Linked DNA regions of Zea mays: region 1 is linked to region 2. Evidence: chromatin contacts called from public Hi-C data. All regions are on one chromosome and are shown on one strand. The core of a region is the stretch at or near the end of the contact, and the rest is flanking DNA. Distances in the headings are between cores, read along the strand shown.

Region 1 (5,693 bases), core at 1,032-3,531, 190 kb after region 2:
CGCTTTACAGGCTGCTGCTGGACACAAAAAGGATCCTCTAAATCTCTATATTTAGAGTTCAGAACCGTATACAGGCCCTTGCTGGAGGCAGCCTTAGCCCACCTCGACCGGGCATACATGCAGCCATGCATGGGATGGGGCCGAGCATGCAACTTTAATTATATGAGGATATTTTTTTGTCTTGGTGTCAGCATAAATTACTATCAGCATGATTGGTTGTCTGTGCCTGCCCATCCAGACTCTTCGCGTGCGTTGACTATGCCACAGCTCTTGTTTGGTTGCCTGTGTAAGCTCAGCCAAAGCTGCACCCGCAGCTGCAAGTGCAGTTCAAAAACATCTCTCTTGTTGTATGCGTAGATACGCAGAGCACGTTCCGTTCCCAGCGGGCCAAGTTAGCACCAGCCAGGCCAAATTCACTCACCTAACTAATCAGATGGTATAATACTCTGTAACTGTTTTAGTCCGTTGATCCAAACAGAGGTAACTAAAATTTAGCCTTTTAGTAACTATTGGAGATACTCTAATCTTGGTAGTTAATGAGTTTTTCAAGTCGCTAAAAACTATATTTGTTAAACTAATTTCCATATCTCACTTCTAATAGAATTTTGGACTGTTTTCACATCATCTTAGGTTTTTTATACTTTATCTATCTATTGTGTATTTGTATTAGCATGCGTATATTTATGTGCAGTTGGACCAATTTTCCTAATTGCTGAAAAACTGAGAGTTGCACAGAGGTTTTATTCCATGTTACCAAAAAATCAAGATTGGAGTTGGTTTTTAGAATTCTTTGAGATGCTCTTAGTCTTAGGTCATCTTAGGAAGTGTTTGGGATGGCCCTAGGTTCCAGCTCAAGTAGAGCTATAGTTTATTATATCAATTTAAATAAATTTAAAAATATTTTTAATTTAAGTAATAAGTAAAATAAGTTATCTAAATTTCTTCTAAAGGCTTACATCTTTAGCTCCACGATTTTCTGGAGCATCTAATGATTTGTTTCACCAACTTCACCAATTTTTCTGGAGCAAGAGTTGTCCCAAACAGGGCATTAGTGGCGGTATATCTATATCATACCTCACTTGCTCCACATGCTTGGCATGGCGCACCATGTAAACATCGTTTTTTTGAGAGTTATTAGAGCATCTCCAATAGCGTGGCCTAAAAAACGCTCTATAATTTAAAAATGAGTAAATTTTATTGAATTTAGGATAACAACAAAATATTCTACTCCAATGATAAAGCCCTAAATTTAGATTATATTTGAGACACTTGAGTGTGTCCTATAATTTTTGGACCAAAATTTATAAAATAACGTACCGTTGGAGTAGTTTTTTCTATATAGAACCCTATATTTCAATTTGAGGCACGAGTTTGAGGCATTGTTGGAGATGCTCTTGCTATATTTTAGTTGCCTTAATTTTTATGTTATTTTAACAAGAATATTGTATAACTAACTAGTAAATTAAAAAAAACATAAGAGATAATTTATATTTCTGTAGTCAAACAATGGTAAAATTACTTATTGCCTAAACAACAATAACAAACTCATGTATGTGAAATATACAGGAAGTGCGCTTTTATTTCTATATTGGTGTAGTAAAAAAATTCTTCTGCTTATTTTGTACAGGAAAGAAATGATTTTATTCCTGTCTAGGCCGGGCCCTGGGCTCATCGCTGGGACGCAAACATTTAAAGTGGCCGAAACTGCTATCGCAAAGAACCGGAAGGGTTTCAATATTCCTCCAGCCCAAGACCACTAAAACTACCAATGTTACATGGGCCTTGGAGAATCAAAGTTGCTCGATGGTTCTTATTTTGTTGCCTCGAACAGAAATAAAAAAAAATGAGCAGGCTGTTCAGACTTTAACGTGCGCTTTTCGACATGATAAATCGAATTTGAACTATCGGTGGATTAGCTAAGTTGAAGGATAAACAACTTCAAGTGAAGTTGACCAGCACGACATACTCTGCGTTGCATCAAGAGCAAACACTGAAATGCTCAGCCTGATCCTGTGTTCAATCGATTCAAATCAATGTGTATGGCTCATAATCCTCATCGACCAGCTGATGCACGTCGCACGCCGGTCAACCCCAATAGCATAACAAATCCCCTAGCAAAGTCCTGTGCTCGCTTTCTTTCCTAATCTCCTAATGGAACATTGGAGCCGGTATCGTCAACCACTCAACGTTGCCTTTACACCATCATCACGCTCTACCACTCCATCGGTATCTCTAACTATATGTCTATATAAATGACACGCCAGGTCGCCAGTCCATGCACAAGCACAAAACACACAGAGCCCTTCCAGCTCCACCTGCAGAGAGCAGCGCACAGGCACACGCCGCGAGTGGCGAGACCCAAACCAGCAGCCATGCAGATGCAGCTCAGCGTTCCGCCGCAGGTTGTCGTGTGTCTCGCGTTAGCCTTTCTGCTCCCGTGCCACGCCACGGCGACGGCCCCGGCCGGCACGATACGGCGCGTGACCAAGCAGCAGATCCTGGCGAGCATCCCGCCGCACTGGGACGAGAACCCCGTGCTGTTCCTGACGTCGCCGTCGGGGAAGTACGCGGCGTACTTCATGCGCAGCCAGACCGAGCCGGGCGCCGGAGGCCTGGGCGCCGACTTCTGCTACGTCGAGGTGCTCGACACGACGGCGCCGGGCGCCGAGGGCCGGAGCGTGTGGGAGTCGGAGTGCATGGCCGTGAGCACCGTGAACACGTGCGCGCTCGTGTTCTCGTGGAACGGCCTGGAGGTGTTCGACGGGAGCACCTCGGTGTGGCACACCCACGACGCGCAGTCCGACGACCAGAACTTCCTGCAGACGCTGCAGCTGGTGGACCAGGGCGACATGCGCATCCTCGACAAGGGCGGCGAGCTGGCGTGGAAGGCCAGCGACGAGCCGCGCGCCGCGCAGCGCTGCGGGATGCCCGGCTCGCCCGGCCTCGCCTCCGCTCTGCCCCCGTTCGCCGAACCGATAGGCCACGGGAGCAGCGACCTGCCGTTTGGACAGGGAGACGCTTACGGCAACGGCGTCGGAGTCGGAGTCGGTGTTGGTGCTGGCGGCGCGGCGCAACCCGAGGCACCGCTTGCGGCGCCTTTGCCGCAGCCCGAGTCGTTGCCACTGGCGCCGCTACCTCAGGAAGCCGATCAGTTCGGTGGCGCCGCCGCCGCCGCCGCGGGGCAGGGACAGACCGTGCAGGATGTGGGGCAGACGTTCGGATTCGGCAACCAGCCGCTGGTGGACAACAGCCCGTACGACAGTGGGGCGCTCAAGCATGGATGCAGCCTGGTGGGGAACTCGGTTGCTTTGGGTCTCAGCGTTGCCGTCGCCATGGGTCTGGGCCTCTGAGTTCGAGACATGCCAGCGTGCAAACGGTTGTGGTGTGCTAAACTCTTGTTATTATCTCCGGCACAAGAAGCCGGTAGATGTATTGTGTTTGGGGGTGGTTCTTGTTTGGTGATGTCAGTGGGGTATTGTCGTTGTAGTCTAATCTTGAGACTGCAAATTGTTTGTTAGAAAGCTCAGCTAAAAAAACAAAGTCATCTATGTTACACTAGTGTTTCAGTTGAGCACCAAACTGAGCGCCGGACCGTCCGGCCCGATCCGCGCGCTCTAGGCATCTTATAGGATCTCTCCTTTCCGACGGGGTCCCTCTCGGAGCAAGATTCAAGCACCGCCGGCAACTTCCGCCGCCCCTGCGCATGCACGGACAGTCCGGCCTGCAGGCACGGACCGTCCGGTCGTCAGTCAAGGAACTCTAGCTTTACGCCAGGTCACGGACCGTCCGGCCCCTGGCTTCGTACCGTCCACGCCTAAACAAAGAGCACTGCCGCCGGTTCTTAGTGTTTGACGCCCGAAAAATGTGCCAACAGTTTTATTATCTAAAAAGTGTTTGGAGGAATGAAAACATTGGATTTTTGAACCACATATTTTGATCCTGGTGGTCTTCGTGTGGCTTCTTCTCCTGTTCTCCCTGGTGATGAGCTTTTCCCTTCCACCCCTTACACCTAAAAGCCGGAACCTTTTTATCGAAAAGGCAAAAAAAATTACCACAAAATTATTACTCATTCCATTTCATATTGTAAATAGTTTTTGTCTTGTCCTAACTCAAATCTATTTATAGGAAAATATATTAATATCTATAATCTAAGATAAATATACTATCAGAATAAATACGCTCAAAACTTATCTAATTTTATCGGATTGAGAGGGAGAAAAATAGGGCAGGCTGCAGACTACAGTAAAAGGGAAAGGGAAGGAGGCACTGGGCCATCATCGGCTGAGGTGGAGAAAGCAAAGAGGTCTAGAAGCGAAGCTTGCCTTTAAAGAAAAAAAAATCAAAATAGGCCTAGTAAGTTTCAGCCCATTGTGATGATAGATGATAAATTTGTTTTTCTATATGATTTTGTTTAAAAATAACTTACTTGAATTTCATTTGAACTTGCTCTAAAATTTCACGGTTAATTCACCTTAGTTGTATTGGTTCCCATGGAATATGGAAGACTGAAGGGTTTATTTTGAATTCTAGAAATTAATATTTGAATGGGGTTTTATTGGGGACTTGGTCCAAGAACCCTAGAAAATTCACCACAAATATATTGACACCGAAGAATAATCTTGTACAGAAGGATCTAAAGGTTATGTTTAACACCTTTTTTACTCGAAAAATGTCACAACAAAAAAAATTATTTTTTATTAACAAATTTTTCACTAACAATGTAACTGATTTAACATTTTTGTAAACCTTTAAGTTTTAGTTAAATTGTTGTCAATTTAGACAACAAAAAATGATTTTATGACATTTTTATAACCTTATATAGTTTTTTATTGTGTTCATGCCTTTGCATTGATATTTATTAAATAAAATCAATTTATAAAATTTGATGAAGACCAAATATTTTTTGTTCTGGTTAAAAAACAATATCAAATTATGGATTATGAAGGTATAGTAAATAAATAAATTATTGTTGATTGATATGAAGTATTAGGTCTCCTTAGCATTTTAAGAGGCGTAACTAATATATATTATTTATCTTCACTACCGAACATGTTTGTAGATAGCAATTAGACCCAATACATCTTAGAATTGGATCTTGTCTCATCACTAGACACGAGTTATTCTAACTTAAGCATGAAACCCGAATCACATGCAGGACATAAAGGACATAGGAGTATGCCTTCGGTATATGACACCACTATACTAGAGAAAATCAGTGAAAGAGAGGGATATATGCCTAAGACCACTAGATCAGGTGTCAACATGGTTGTAAACACACACACAATATAGAGAGAGGTTTGAACTTGTCACACCCGGGTTTTGGGGCACCAAGACCCGGGCGCGAACATAATCACCAGGTGTGCTGGGACCAAGTCTCACACATATGATGAATCATGGCACATGATCGAATGTCACATCTTTACTATATAACATGAGTTCTATACAAAATAAATAATTACATTATAAGGAGACAACGGTCCAGCAACCCAAAGTTGACTGGGAGACGACGGCCTAGACCACTCACGAACACATCGCAGCATCCTCCATGTGCATCATCCTGCGGTACTTGTTCTTAACCTGTGGGGGGGGGTGTGAGACAGCAAGAGTGAGCTCACATACGTTCATAGCTCAACAAGTTGTGGGGAATAATGTGCATGAACTCGCCAAAGGTGGAAGCTCATGTGAAGTGTAAG
Region 2 (5,956 bases), core at 2,716-5,215:
GTTCAGAATTTTTTACGTGACAGTTGGACCTGAGTTACATTATTGATACATGCATCTATTAAGACTTCAGTGATACATGATAGATCCAGTTTGTTTCTGCACCTGGGGAAGATGCCCTGCAGGCGGCACAAATTTAAAATTATGATTTGTTCTTAAAGAACCCAATTTTGTTTCTAATAACTGTAATTAAAAAAATATATTTCTAAACGGTAAACGGTAAGCAGTTCGGTCACCTACACTTTAGCCATTACTCATGCTAAATAGATCATTAAACGGGCTACACGGTCAATTAAATATATATATGCATGTAGCAGCTATAGTTTTTTTAAAAAAATCAACCATTTACATAAAAACATTGTCGATACGTGTGCCTCCAAATAAGTTTATTATAGGAATATATTCTATAATCTATATAACAAACAGTTATTACATATAGTGAATATAAAAAAACAATACAGTTAGTTAATTTTTAGTTAAATTTTTTAAAAATACTCTTGGATAATAAAAATGCACATGTATTTCGATAGAGGAGGAGCATGAATTATGAAAACTGAAATGACCCCGGCCCTCGAAGTCACTGCTCAGTCACCAGTAGTACATGTTAGAACTTCATTGACTTGACTTGCCCATTATGGACATGGTCATCCCTAGGTGTCTAGCTAGCTAGCTAGGTACCTCTCCTCGTCACGCAATCAAGTGGACGTGTCAGCTCTCTGCGTACCCCGCGTGGTGGCCTATACCTCAATGGAAGCAAATGGAAGCGAGCGATACTTATGAGTGAAAGGACAGGGTAACAAACGCGGGTCTGCAAAAAAAAAAAAAAAAAGAGATTGTCGTAATTACTTACTGTAGGTGAGATTTCGTAGTAGTAGTAATTAATTGAGTACTTTGGATATTGTATAAAGGGAAATTTGGATCCATACCATTAAAAGATCACCACTTTGGATCCATACCATTACTATCTCACTTACATGTGGGTCCACATGAGTCAATGACATGTGGGGTTCATGGTATATATCTAAAGTTTGGATCTTTTAATGGTATAGATCCAATTGTTCCTTGTATAAATGGCAGGTCGATCGATCGATCTTCATTATATTTGCTGGTGACAATTTACTCCGGCCGGCCGCCACTACATCTACACATACACACATAAACGACATTTTGGCCGCGAGTACCCCCCCTGTTCTAAGGTAGCACCTGACATCACATGGATTGTCGAGGCCGGCCTGCAGACGAACGAACGAGAGAGAGCAAACGTTACAAGCTGGCAGCAGCCTTTACGAGCATCTATCATCGCTCCCTGTTTTCGTGGAGGCTGCTAGCTAGCCGTGTCGTTCCGTCGTTTCCTGCAGTTTCTTTCTCCATGCATGGTCTAGGACGACCGGAACCGGAAGCAGGATCAGCACAGGCAGCAGTGTCGTACGTCCGATCCGCCGCGCGCGAGCGCAGCATTTTTTTTCTCTCGTCCCGCGTAAATAAAAATAGTGCAAATAATAGGCAGACGACGCGACATATATACACTGTTTTTTGTACATGTATGTATATATACAAAGAGAGCAACGTCGTGCAGTGGCTATAGACCGACCGAATGCTTGAGTCGTCGTTAATTATATTAGCTACTAGTAGCTTTATTTATTACTTGCGTGATTCGTCAGCAGCTGTTTTAATTTGAGTGTGCCATGAGCTAGCTCATGCATGCATCGACCACGCGATCTAGCTCGCGTGACCACGCGTCTCTGCAGGTCTTGCTTGATGACGAGCCCACGCCATATAGTAGGCGGCGAGTAGCAGCGAGCGAGAGATTACCGTTGACGCGCGCGGTTGCTTGTCGACACAGTGCTCACGAAACGTTTTCCGTTTCGGCCGGCGCATCCACACAGTTTTGTTCTTCCTAAGGCCTTGTTCGTTTACGTCGGATTACACCCGGAATCGTTCCAGCTCATCAAAGTTTATATAAATTAGAGAAGTGATCCGGCTAGGAATCGTTCCGATCCACCAATCCGACGGAAACGAACAGAGCCTAAGTCTTTGGGTGTAAAGCTGCTGAGCTCTTCCGTGCTTTTAATTTGTCCGTCCAAGAGAAGATGCGGAAGATGCATGCATGCCAGGTAGTAGACTGTAGACCGACCTGGCTCGCTCTGAGATCCGTGTCTCGCAGGGTTTGTACGTAGGAAAACCGCCCGAAGTGCCGACGTACGACGCGCTTAAACTTCCTGGCTGCCTGCGTCTGCGTGATGCAGCACGCATCGATCGACGGCGGTCGTTTTGGGCGCTATAGCGTCCTCGGAATCTACGGCTTTGTGGAACGAGAAAGGGTGAAACGGCCAACGGGGGTGTGTGAGATCGTCGGAGCGCGTGGTCACCACGTTCTTTTCATTGCGTTGGTATGTACTATATGGATATGCATCAGAGGGGAAAAGGGCCGGGGACCGGAAAAGCTTGTCTGCGTACATATATATGTATACGCGAAGACACCTGCCGAAAGACAACGATATGCGCGTATATATATGCGTATACACATCTCTTAAGTATATTTGCATCAGATATACGACGACACGTTCGGACCATCAGTAATATATATGACCATTTAATTTTCCGTGTTCATCACCAGCCTGCAACGTCGTCGTAGATACAAAGATAAACAAAGAAAGGGAAATGAAAAAAAAAAACAGATCTTGTGACACAGGCGACGGCTGACATTACAGTCGGACGTGGCGGACGTACGTACGTACTTTCGTTGCTAGCCTCCGTGTGGTGCAGTGCAGGTCGATGCAGCTAGCCTAGCACTAGCAGCAGGTCGTCCGGCATGCAGCAGCATCGAGCGATCAGATCAGTCCTATACTCTCCTACGTGCGTGGCGGGGCGGAACGAGCGAACAGTGCCCGACCGACTGCGTGCGTGCCGGGCGGCGGCCAAGTCTTTGACCGAAACGTCAAGCGCGCCCGCCCGGGCTGCCGGCTGCCACTGCCACTGCCATGCTAGCTAGTAGCTACCAGGCCGCATCGCAATCTCATGGCCCAGCGGCGGACGGGGAGCAGCAGGAGCGCGCGCGGCCAGCGAGAGCTCGATCCGTCCGTCGATCGGTGGCCGGTGGGCGCGCGCGCAATAAAAGCGCACACATATGGCGTGCGTGGAGTGTGGGAAAGGGATGTCATGTAAGGATCACGTGGGAGGACTAGACACTGTTAGTTGCATTGCATGCAGCGGAATGTGTGTGAGAGAGACCCCTCGGGCCTCGGCTCGGCAGCAGCAGGAGGAGGCGCGGTCGCTCGTGGTTAGCGACCGCGAGCAGGAGCCGGCCCGGCCCATCGCATGCACACCGAGTCAGTATAGTCATCCAGAATGAATGTTTTTTCTTTCTTCTAGCTAGACAGTGAGGTTAATAAAATAATTGCTGCCGGCTCTAGTAGTACGTAGCAGTAGCTTCTCTTCGTGCGCGTTGGACGATCGATCGATAGAGAGGTGCTCGCTAGCTCTCGCGAGCATACGTGTTTGCTTCACGCAATCCTCTAGCTAGCTAGCCCTGTTGAGAGAGCGAAAGATGCAGAAAGGGAAAGAGAGATCGAGGGTGGTGGTGGTACCAGAAGCGGCTGCAGCAGCTAGCTAGCTGCGCGCTTCTTCCTCCATGCCGTGCCTTTAAAGTCTTATCATATATCAATATACCACGAAAACAAGGCGCGCGGCTACATATATGTAAATTAAGCCTGGCTTGTTGTAGAGCCACTTCGAGGAGAATATATGCTTATATGGAAGAAGCAACTGATAAAAAGAGAAACGGGGAGAAAATTAAACGGAAATGTAGCTGTGACAAACACCAGATAGAGAGAGAGAGAGAGAGTCTTTTTCCATGTTTACAGATATGCCCTCGCTCCGCTTCTATCTATATTATCAGGGCTCGTTGCCCTTCCCCATTCTTCCTCCTCCTCCTCCCCTCCCCTCTCTCGCTCCCTCTCTCTCTGCCTTGCCTTCCCTTCCCCAGTTGCCCTCGCCATTGTTTATCCCGGCCTATAACTAGTATAAGCCCAACCCCCGGCCACTGGACCACAGCAGGGTCGCAGTGCCACGGAGGGAAAAGGATCGAGATAGATAAAAAAGGTAGTCGTCCGTCCTCCAGGGCAGCTAGCGCCGGCGCACCTGAGGGGCAATGAGCGCTGGAGGCGGCGCCGGCGCCAGCACGCTCGGCGGTGGGGGCCCGAGCGGCAGCGGCAGCGGCAGCGGAGGCTCTGGAGCTGGAGTAATCGGCGGCGGCGGCGGCGGCGGCGCCGGCGGGCCCTGCGGCGCGTGCAAGTTCCTCCGGCGCAAGTGCGTCAGCGGCTGCATCTTCGCGCCCTACTTCGACTCGGAGCAGGGCGCGGCGCACTTCGCGGCCGTGCACAAGGTGTTCGGCGCCAGCAACGTGTCCAAGCTGCTGCTCCAGATCCCGCCGCACAAGCGCCTCGACGCCGTCGTCACCATCTGCTACGAGGCCCAGGCGCGGCTCCGTGACCCCGTCTACGGCTGCGTCGCACACATCTTCGCGCTCCAGCAGCAGGTACGTATGAACGTAGTAATACTATTACTATACTAGCTAGCTAGCAGCTGCTAGGTTCGTTCTAGTAGTATTGGATTCGATCCATCCATCCATCCATCCACGGATGCCTTATACTACCAGCTCGCAAAACTAGCTTGGCATGCATGCATGGATCGATCGGCCATGGATGCCTACTTAGCTATGCCAGGCCTGCATGATCTCGCCTTCGTATTCGCGTGTGGATCTGGGTCTTTTCTGAATCCGCCGCCGTCTCTCTGAGATAAGATTCCGGAGCGGCGCGTTTCTTTCTCGAGGAAGGCAAGTCTCAAGTCCCCTCACCCCACCCCCTTTCATGAGGAAATCAACACTGCCAAGCCAAGCAACGGCAGCGCAAAAAGAAGCACGCCAAGCGCTAATCCGGGAGGCCAGCTGCCTGCGCCCGCCGGCCCCGCGGTGATTGATATGCACCTCCCATCCGTCGCATCTATATATCCGGGCCGTCGATCTCGGATCCCTTCCTCCGTGGTCTCTGCACAACAAAAACCTTCCAAGAAGTGGAAAAGAATAGCACCTGCACCAATCTGATCCAAGCTTGCATTCTTTCATTCTTTCTTTTTTGCCAATCGTGGACGCCTGGGATCGACCTTTGACACACCTTTCATTTCGATCGCATATTTGCATCCGTCTGATGTGTCTTTTTTTTCCATATTAAATTACATGCTTCGGTGGTTGCAAGTTTGCACGTAACAATTTACTGTTGGTGCATGAATAATGTCACGTACGTCCGGCCTTTGGATCCCCAGGTGGTGAATCTCCAGGCCGAGCTGACCTACCTGCAAGCGCACCTCGCGACGCTGGAGCTGCCGTCCCCGCCTCCGCTGCCGGCCCCGCCGCAGATGCCGATGCCAGGCCCGTTCTCCATCGCCGACCTTCCGTCGTCGACCAGCGTCCCCACCACCGTCGACCTGTCCACGCTCTTCGACCCGCCGCCGCAGTGGGCGGTCCACCAGCCGCACCACCACCACCAACAGCTGCAGCAGCACCAGCTCCGGCAACCGGCGCCGTATGGCGCGCCCGTCAGGCCGGGCGGCGGCATGGCCGCAGAGAGCTCAGGCGGCGGCAGCGGGGACCTGCAGTCGCTGGCGAGGGAGCTCCTGGACCGCCACCGCTCAGGCGGCGTCAAGCTCGAGCCGCCGCCGCCGCACTCGAGATGAGCTGGATGAAGGGTGGTAGAACGATCAAACACCGTGGATCGGAGAACGAGGTGAGGGAGTTTGGCGCGCGCGCGGCAGTGGCGAGGGAGATAGGGGTCGGTGACGGGCGATGGCCAGCAGGAGTAGCCGAGTAGGTAAGCAGCATTGGCCGGGTTTTCGCGTATCCATCTTGTTGTTAACCAGCTGGGGTGCAATGGCGCCCCACCACTTTCATATATGCTCCAGTTTG

Evidence for each region. Hi-C and Micro-C count contacts between places; a contact is called where the count stands out from the background.
Region 1: a contact with region 2 is called in a Hi-C map of tassel, with 2.2 times the contacts expected there. The contact joins the promoter of LOC103639369 here to the promoter of LOC100193815 in region 2. A contact is called at or near these places in 3 of 25 Hi-C or Micro-C datasets (ear, tassel and an unstated tissue).

Annotation. Positions count from the first base shown.
Region 1 is chr9:149,078,749-149,084,441 of Zm-B73-REFERENCE-NAM-5.0, forward strand. It overlaps LOC103639369, which reads left to right and starts at 2,282. Exons shown (of 1, transcript XM_008662124.3): 1 at 2,282-3,558. The coding sequence starts at 2,373. The coding sequence ends at 3,350.
Region 2 is chr9:148,882,828-148,888,783 of Zm-B73-REFERENCE-NAM-5.0, forward strand. It overlaps LOC100193815, which reads left to right and starts at 3,966. Exons shown (of 2, transcript NM_001138898.1): 1 at 3,966-4,534; 2 at 5,317-5,956. The coding sequence starts at 4,148. The coding sequence ends at 5,727.